Linked DNA regions of Mus musculus: regions 1 and 3 are each linked to region 2. The links are chromatin contacts, called in public Hi-C maps. All regions are on one chromosome and are shown on one strand. The core of a region is the stretch at or near the end of the contact, and the rest is flanking DNA. Distances in the headings are between cores, read along the strand shown. Region 1 overlaps Klf7 (Kruppel-like factor 7 (ubiquitous)). Region 2 has its middle 11 kb from the start of Gm13749. Region 3 overlaps Gm35880 (a long non-coding RNA gene).

The links. A called contact is a pair of places that touch in the nucleus more often than the background predicts.
Region 1: a contact with region 2 is called in a Hi-C map of the N1E-115 cell line, with 6 times the contacts expected there. The contact joins two enhancer-like sites. A contact is called at or near these places in 6 of 484 Hi-C or Micro-C datasets (CD8 T cells, the N1E-115 cell line, bone marrow-derived macrophages and 3 more) and 2 of 115 datasets of contacts at active chromatin or transcription factors (cardiomyocytes and pancreatic cancer cells).
Region 3: a contact with region 2 is called in a Hi-C map of the N1E-115 cell line, with 10 times the contacts expected there. The contact joins two enhancer-like sites. A contact is called at or near these places in 1 of 15 datasets of contacts at CTCF or cohesin (pro-B cells), 3 of 484 Hi-C or Micro-C datasets (the N1E-115 cell line, cardiomyocytes and nephron progenitors), 1 of 115 datasets of contacts at active chromatin or transcription factors (pancreatic cancer cells) and 1 of 9 other capture datasets (embryonic stem cells).

The regions. Positions count from the first base shown.
Region 1 is chr1:64,090,255-64,092,992 of GRCm38.p6, forward strand. The region is part of intron 1 of Klf7 (Kruppel-like factor 7 (ubiquitous)); the gene reads right to left. Gm13748 (a long non-coding RNA gene) reads left to right here. Exons shown (of 3, transcript XR_003947836.1): 3 at 353-2,738. Among named protein-coding and RNA genes, the nearest start is that of Gm13748, 12 kb to the left of the region's middle. Within about 2 kb of position 1,482, at least 12 of the 459 cell types and tissues checked have an H3K27ac peak or open chromatin away from gene starts, as enhancers often do. A contact at or near this core is called in the N1E-115 cell line, where this site is marked.
Region 2 is chr1:63,952,009-63,955,033 of GRCm38.p6, forward strand. No RefSeq gene overlaps it. Among named protein-coding and RNA genes, the nearest start is that of Gm13749, 11 kb to the right of the region's middle. Within about 2 kb of position 1,688, at least 22 of the 459 cell types and tissues checked have an H3K27ac peak or open chromatin away from gene starts, as enhancers often do. A contact at or near this core is called in the N1E-115 cell line, where this site is marked.
Region 3 is chr1:64,190,359-64,193,074 of GRCm38.p6, forward strand. All of the region lies in intron 1 of Gm35880 (a long non-coding RNA gene), which reads left to right. Among named protein-coding and RNA genes, the nearest start is that of Gm39654, 64 kb to the right of the region's middle. Within about 2 kb of position 1,378, at least 51 of the 459 cell types and tissues checked have an H3K27ac peak or open chromatin away from gene starts, as enhancers often do. A contact at or near this core is called in the N1E-115 cell line, where this site is marked.

The sequences.
Region 1 (2,738 bases), core at 232-2,731, 140 kb after region 2:
GCCCTTCTTTGGCTTGCCTGAACAAGCCAACCCAAAATACCCCCCATCCATCCATCTCCATACTACTTAATTTTACTTGCAATTCAGTGTTTACAAGGTCCCAGACTGATCTCAGCTCTCCGTTTTCATGTTGAACTGCCCATCTTTCCCTACAAAGAACAGTAGTTCAGAGAATAGACTGTGATGTACCAATTAGGCCCCAGCACGCAGCAAAATGCCTTTATGAACCTCCAAGATATTCTGGTTGAATGAACATATGAAACTTATGTTTCAACTTGAAATTTTAGGTAACCTGAGGTGATCTCTTGAGCCAAGAAATCCATCCTAAAATGCTGTCCTATTGCTTTGAAAGGTACCATCATTTCACCTAGAAGGCACCTGCCACAGATTCACACTGATCAAGCAGGAGGGAAACAGTCTCCTCTGAAGACAAAGACTTGGCTGCACGTTCTGGCTCACTCCAGACAGATGCAAACACCTGCCTGTTTCTTCTCTGCAGTCCGTATTGCATCATGAACTTCTAGTGCCACTCAGATGAACAAAAGCCACCCCTCTCAGCACCTGCATGATGGAAGCTTATTAACCGCTGTCCTGGGGGAACAGGGGAACAATAGAGAGGCTCAACATACTCTATAACATTTACTACCACTTCCGCCATCACTAATGGGATGTCAGTGACAAAGGCAACTCTGACCACTGAACGCCAAAGCATGAAGCACATAACAGTCTGTCCTCGAGGACTAGCAGCTATAGAACCATCAAACCTTAACTAAGAAGGCTTTCCATGGAAAAATCCATTCAAGCCTGGACGTGTCCAGGAACCACCATTTTCTGACATTCAGACTAATTTCATGGGTGAGGTCCTTCAAGACCCTTTTGTTGGCTCATTTGTCTATTTCTCCCACAATTTCCAAACATAGAAGCATTTCCTTCACCTCTATTCCCTTCAAGAATTTTACATAAAAAGATATCTCTACTGGGAGGTACTAGTTCTTTCAAGGCATTATTTTATGGGTACAGGCTCTCAAACACTGGAAATAAGCCAAAATTCAATTACCAGGGGATGGCGTTCAAACCAGCATGCGCTGAGGTGAAGATCTTGAAAAGTGTCTGTAAAGGATTTCCTTGAATGTGTGTTTTTTTGCACGGACACCACTGACAGCAAGTGTATATTCTTTTTAATGTACTCTAGATGTCTCTTCCTAAAGCTGTCATTGTCGTGAGTCAAAAACCTGTACCCTTTCAAAATTAAGTTAGGTACTAGGAATCTTTCATGGGCTGCCTGGGAACAGATCAAAGAGAAAAGAAGAGATGGTTTTCCACCGGGTAAGGAAAGATGAAATTGCGTGTGGCCCATTTCTGAACCACGTGTGAAGACGGTACAGGTTTCAAATTAACTATCCAACCCAACTTGACAGGAAGACTCAACTGCTGGGACCCTGAAGTTTGGATTCCTGTCACTCTGGCACCTCACTTAACCTTAGGTGGCTTGACTGATATCAGATGACATGCACTTTCAAGCACACCAGACTCTCATTGAAGAAGAGACACTAATTTGAATCATCACTGCCGTCCGTCCTCTCTTCCCCCTTTGTTCCTGTCTGAACCAATTTCCATAGAGTTTCAGAGACATCATCAGCCCATGCGAACGGGAACTCCCAAAGGAATGAGAACTGCATTAGCCGCGGAAGGGAAATCTAATTTCCAATCCAGTTGCTTTGTTGTTTCAACCTCCAAGGAAGGTTGCTACGTATGCACAACCCAAATTAAGTTTTAAAACATTACCATGATAAAAAATTAATAATAATAATAAAAAACTCTCAGGAGAGAAAAATGGCCCTTGGTACAAATCTCCTTATACAATGAAGGTTGGTGCCATGGGACTTTGTGGGTGGTCCGAACTTGAGGTTTCAATCATTTCGGCCAATAAAATAGTTAAGAACATGCAAAGCATTGCATGGGACACTTACCACTTATAGTGAATTAATTCTTAGTCAAAGGTGGTATTCATGTAAGAATTCTTAAATTACTTTGTTGACGTACCTCACAGAAACATATTATAATGGCCCAAATTACGGATTTCTCTATGGTATGGCAAGATAGGCCAATGTGATTTCCTAGTGCCCTACTTACTGGAATAAAGGCTTATGGCAAGACACCAGGGTGACTGCATCATTAATTAACCTGAACCACATACCGGAACATCACTGCTAATAAAACTCGCCTATAAAGAAAACATGTTTTCTCTACTGAGAATCCTGGAATGTGGGCCCCCGGCAGAGCCATTACTTTAATTAAAGGAAATTTTGATGTTTTGTATGAAATGTCTTATCATTGCGAGTTTGGTTAGATTTGGTTTGATCTTCAACGACTTACTACTCTTCCTTGCACGTGACTCATTTTCTTGAAAAGAAAAGACATCTGTACTCTCAGCGTTTGTTAATGTCTCTATGAATGGAAGGGTCACTATCTACAGAGTTTTTAAAAATATACTGTGAGCTGAATCCCAAGATTTGCTGATTCAGAAATCTATACAAACCTTCCATTTCTCTCTAAAAACACAAAACCAAAACCAAGCTGTCAGACAAGGACAAAGCCATAGCGAGAACGCAGGTGAGTGTAGGACTCTGCGCATTCAATCCACACAATGGGAATCACTTGACTTTAAAAGAGAGAGAGAGAGAGAGAGAGAGAGAATATATTAATGTTCTGAAAACCATCTAAAAATGCTTATTAGC
Region 2 (3,025 bases), core at 438-2,937:
CTTGACTGCTATTTTAATGTAGACCTTGCAATTCATCTCATACGTTTTTATCATTCCTAGAGTTTCCTGGGAGAGCTGTGAGCTATCTCCACTACACTGTCAGAATAAGCTGCCTCTGGTCCTCCTGCCATGAGGGAGGAAAGCTGTGCTCCCCCTCAAAAAAGCTTTCATTAGGGTTTCTCTCCAGGGATGGAGACAAAGGACACATCCAAACAGGTGCCACCGCTAGGCCCTGCTTTGCTTTGTTTGTCTGCAGCCAGGCGGAAGCCAGGTGTTATCAGAGCTTTTCAGATGTGCGCCTCTGACAAAATCCAGGGTTTCTAAAGGATGAAAATGTAACTGCTTTAATATGAGGCCAGGAAAGAGTCACAGAAACGCCCTGGCCACTCTTGGGTGCTATCAAAAGTAGAGCTCTACTCTTATTTGCAAATATCCCTTCCCCTGGCCTCTTCCACCCAAAGCCATACAACCAAGAGACCCCAGAGCTAAACCCAGGCTTGCAAAGAATGATAACGGTAAAGGGCATCTTTAATTAAATGTCATTACAGTTTGGATAAGGTTGCAGTGTGGGCTAGCATGACACACATGTCGCAGCATGTATGTGGAGATCAGATGGCAGCCTGTGGAAGCTGATTCTCCCCTACTACATGGATTCCAAGGATTAAACTTCCGGAACACCAGGCTTGGCAGCAAACACTTTTACCTGCTGAGCCATCTCGCCAGCCCGCCATTTTAAATAATAGGGGAAATGTGAATGCATTTCTCTAGAGAAAGAATAATTTTCGGGTTTTTATCTTTTTTCAAAGGATCTATAACCTTCCGTTCCACTCAAAGGGACACTAGTTGAATTTAAGCAATTTGCCTAATTAGCTGAGTTTGATTCAGTAAGTAAGAATGTTTTGGCTTTATGTAAGAAATCATTTTTTTGCTATTGCTACTTCCAAGGAACGATGTTGATAGAGAAATCTGTCACCCCACTGTTTTTCATGCTGACCAGTCTAAGAACTTCGCAAATGCACCCATTCTGTTGAGCCAATTCAAGCGTGTCACCCTCCATAATTCTTAAAGCTGTTCTTCAGAAATGACGGCTGGCCTTGTGAGTCTGTGAGTTCAAACAGAAACCTTTGATGCCTATCTATTCGCTTCTTTCTGAAAACAGATCTTTGTTTATCCCAACACTCCCACCGTAAGGTGGACTCCGTACATAATTGCTCTAAAGACCAGTGGACTCAAGGTTCTCTCCACTTTGGAGCTCTCTGCCTGTGCACACAGCTTCTGCCCTGTGTCCTCTACCCAGTCCTTCCTTGTGTAAATAAGGTTGGCGCCTCTTCCGGAGATCCCAAGGGTAGAATCCTATTGGTGCCAGGTACTCATTACTGTAAGTGGCGCCTGTTACCCGCCTCGGGAGCAGAAGGCAAACATAATGATAACAACTCCCCACACCAGTGGCCTCCCCGACCTAGTTACTTATTTTTAATTAAGATGGCAATGCAACACCTTTCCATCTCCTCGAGGGATTGCTGTGTTCCAGTTTAAAGGGGGCTGGAGAAGATGGCTCTGTACACCCAGATCTTTGCTTCTAAAGACAGGAGAGGCCATGTTTTCTGGTTGGTGGTATTCGAGGCGGCACGAAGCAGGTGTTTTCCAGGAGGTGGCAGTGCGCTCTAAGGCAGGCTGGGCCTGCCTCCCGTATCACCCAAAGAATATTGTAATTGAGACATAGCATTATAATGCATTCCAGCCCACACAGCTGTGCGTGTCACCTCGGGAAGCTTTTTACCAGTTTCAAAGTCACCGCAACCAGGGTAGGGAGATGGAAGCATGGGGGGGACACAAGGCAAAAGTGGGAGGAGGCTCGGCGGGGGCGGGGGGGGGGGGCAAATCAGGGACACTTGGCTTTGTTGTGAGTGGAGTTTCAATACTGAAGAGCCAGGGGCCACCCTGATACATATTTACGACTGTTCCAGGCTCACCTCTGAGGACCAATAAAAGGAAGCTGAAGGACTCTTGTTTTGTCTGCATCTTAATTCCAGGTTTACAAGAAATATTCCATTACCCCAATTCAGAGGCCAAGCATCCTTCCTTTATAAATGAGATGTCTCCTTGTCAGGAGGGGTGAAGAGCATGGTGAACCTGTCTCCTCCTGAGAGGCGTGTGTGTTGGGTGGGGGTGGGGGCGGGGTGATGAGAGAAGAAAGAGCTTTGCCTGACCCTGTGGTTCCCAGTGCCTGTGACATCTCAGGACCAAACCAGAGAAAGCAGACCAAGGACTGTAGGAGAGGACTTTCCCCAGCTTTAGTCTGTTGGCAGAGGTTCTGTTTTTCACAAGTACAGCGGTAAGAATGAGTGGACCTGATAGGATCAGAGTCAAGGGCACTGAGATGACCATTCAGTGTCTCCATTTAGCTTCCTGGATGTGTTCATAGTGAGGGGGGTTGACTTCCTTTTCTCAAGTCTCTTGTGTTTGTGAATTTGTTTACTTATAGCTCTTTGAAACTTGTCTGAGACCCTTGTGTGACAGAACAATGAGGTCTATTAGATGAGTTGCTTGGGAAATCTACACAGCGAATTAGTATTTGAAGAAAGCGAGCTCAGCCTTTCTTTTTTTATTATTTTTTATTTTTATTAGATGTTTTCTTCATTTACATTTCAAATGCTATCCCCAAAGTCTCCTATACCCTCCCCCCACCCTGCTCCCCAACCCACCCACTCCTGCTTCCTGGCCCTGGCATTCCCCTATACTGGGACATATGATCTTCGTAAGACCAAGGACCTCTCTTCCCAATGATGGCCAACTAGACCATCTTCTGCTACATATGCAGCTAGAGACATGAGCTCTGTGGGTACTGGTTAGTTCATATTGTTGTTCCTCCTATAGGGTTGCAGACCCCTTCAGCTCCTTGGGTACTTTCTCTAAGCTCAGCCTTTCTCTACCCGTCCTCAAACATATCCAGAGGCTGCATTGTTCTAATTGAGTTCTGTCTTCTCTCACCCTCTCCGATGGGAAACTTGTTCTGTGCTCTCTG
Region 3 (2,716 bases), core at 128-2,627, 240 kb after region 2:
CAGGCTGGCACTTGCTCCTCCGGATTCTCCTTTTACTTTTATTGGGGGAGGGGGCTTTTAAAAGATTGACACTTCCACAGAAAGAAGAGGAAGAGGCGGAGATGGGAGGGAGGGAGGAAGAGAGAGGGAAAGGAGAGAGAGAGAGAGAGAGAGAGAGAGAGAGAGAGAGAGAGAGAGACACTTGGTTTTGTCCCAGTTCCATTTCCTCCTGATTTCCTTTGTAAAAGCAACCTTCAACTTCTGTATGCTGACACCATTACCTGGAACAGCAATCTGAGCCCATATAGTCTTGCTCTCCTCAAGTGTGGTGAAGACAGAGAGACAGTTATTTGACAATAAGTGACATATTTCTGGCAGGGTTTTCTATTCAAACATCGAAAGGAGATAGAAGATTTAACAAAAAATAGCCAATACTATGCTACTGCTATGTGCTATTCCGTGTACTTGTTTTTAATAAAAAACAAAACCAACCAAACAAACAAACAAAAACCCCCAAGCCATTGGTTTGTACTGAATTCCTTACTGCACCACATCCAACAGCCCAAACCAAATGGCGTCACTCAACCAAGACAGAACTAGGTTGCTTATCTGACCTCCTAAAAAAAAATCAGAAGAGAGAAATGAGCAGTCCTCTCACTTTGTTCTCCACTTCTGCCTTTCTGTTCCCTTGATTAGAACACTCACTGTCATATAGAAGGAGGTGCTTTGATTCTGGAGTCGCCATGAAAGGGCAAGTAAGAGCTTTAAACTTATCTTGATGTAATTTGGTTTGGGGCCAACTTGTTTGTACTGGAGATTTTGAAAACTCGTGTAAATCTCCTCATGCTGACTGGCTTCCATGCATGAGCTATTCTTTCCATTTGCCTGTTGCCAGATTAACCTGGGAGAAAGTAGAATCTCACCCTTTCCTCTTCTTCTAGGACTTTTTCCTCACTTAATCCTAACACAAAGGGTCCTTCTCTCCCAGTTTAGAGTGGTGGATCTGCCTTTGTAGAATAAGAGATCTTCATGTGCTGGGCCTGGCACAGATGAACTTGGAAGAGAAAGGATGAAAGCAGCCATGGTTTGGCTTTGCAGTAAGGGAAAACCAAGCTCTAACAACGACAACAAAGATTGAGAGAAAAAATGATTCTTCTTGTTAAAGTAAATTAATTAGTTGGATTTATATGAGGAGACAGAAGGGAAGGAGCCAGGCTGTGTCCCACATTAATAACTCCCTCAGGAGAAGCCAGATTGGATTGAAAGAGGAGGACGGGGGAGGGGCCTTCATGCCACCTTGGAAGGGAAGGATCTTGGGTTTTCCTCTTTTTGCACTCTGTCACCCCTGCAGACACAAGCACATATCCTGAGCCTGACATGAAAATGATGTCATCTTTCTTTTTGACTCACCAACCAGACTACATTAATCCCCCACAGCGTGAGGGCCAGCAGGAGGCTGCTTAAGGGACTTCAGGCCTGTGAATAAATGATGACCCAGTGGTTAGGGGGCGGTAGCCTAGATACATTCAGGATGCATTAAAGCAATTAGCCGAGAGAGAAGTGAGAGTACAATTTCCAATCCCCAAGAAGGACCAGGCCATGCCTGGAACTGGGTGGGGAACTCTACAACTGTAGGTTGGTGAGAAACACTTAGCAAAATGACTGCCTAGGAACGGATCGTGCATGGAGTCCTGCCCTTTGGCCTGGTTTCATGCTAACGCCACTGAGAGTGAGGAGAGGGTATGAAGATGACGGTGAGAGCCACAAACTGGATTGTCCGCAAATCGCTGCTCTTGAGCCAGTCCTGTCACAGATATTTCTAAATTGGTGCTTGCTCACTGGTACCCCCTGTTGAATCTAATTCCAGGAATGCTTTCTGTTTGGCCAGAGCCTTTGCTTTGGCCCAGTATTTAAAACAAATAAAACAAACAAACAAAATCAAAGCAATATTTTTAAAATTCAAAACAGATTTTATGATCGTCTTGCAAAGCCTGTGGTGTGTTAATGCTAGGTTGGCACTCCTGCCTGACCCCAGGATGCTGGAGTAGCTGGGTGCCCTCCATGTTGTCCCATGTTTCACTCTTCCCTGTCCCCCACTCTGCTCATTTACATGCATTCGGACCTCTGCATGCCATTTGAGTTTCTGATCTCTACTTCATTAATTGATTCATTTCGTTTACTTCCTTACTGGAACAGGGGCTTGCTGTAATGCTAGGGTTGGCCTGGAACTAAATATGTAATACAGGCTGGCCTTAAACACAAAATCCTTCTGTCCCAGACTTTCAATTCTGTGATTCTAGGCATGCACCCCCATGCCATCGTAGAATTCTACCTGAAATGGCTTCTGAGTTTGGTTCAATCAGAAGTATCAGGTAAACTCTGGAACTTCCAGGCCTGTTTTCTACATAGATCCCCCTTAATCCCTGCTCTCTAAAGGGCTTTCTTTCATCTGTCGGACCTTGCTTATGAACCCCCGTAGACACAGCCTTGACTCTGAGTCTGTGTCCTTCCCAGATGAAGCTCTGGAATATACGTGCTCATTTGTTTCAATCCATTTAGAAACAGTAGCAGACCAGGAAGTAGCCCTGAGAATAAAGGGACATCTGAACAGCCTTTAACCACAGCAATCTGGTCTGGGCCTGTGTGGAGGATACCTACCACAGAAGAGTAGCCAAGACTAGGCCAAGCTAAACACAATGATTTCAGGCAGTTTCATCTTCACTTCACCCATGAGATG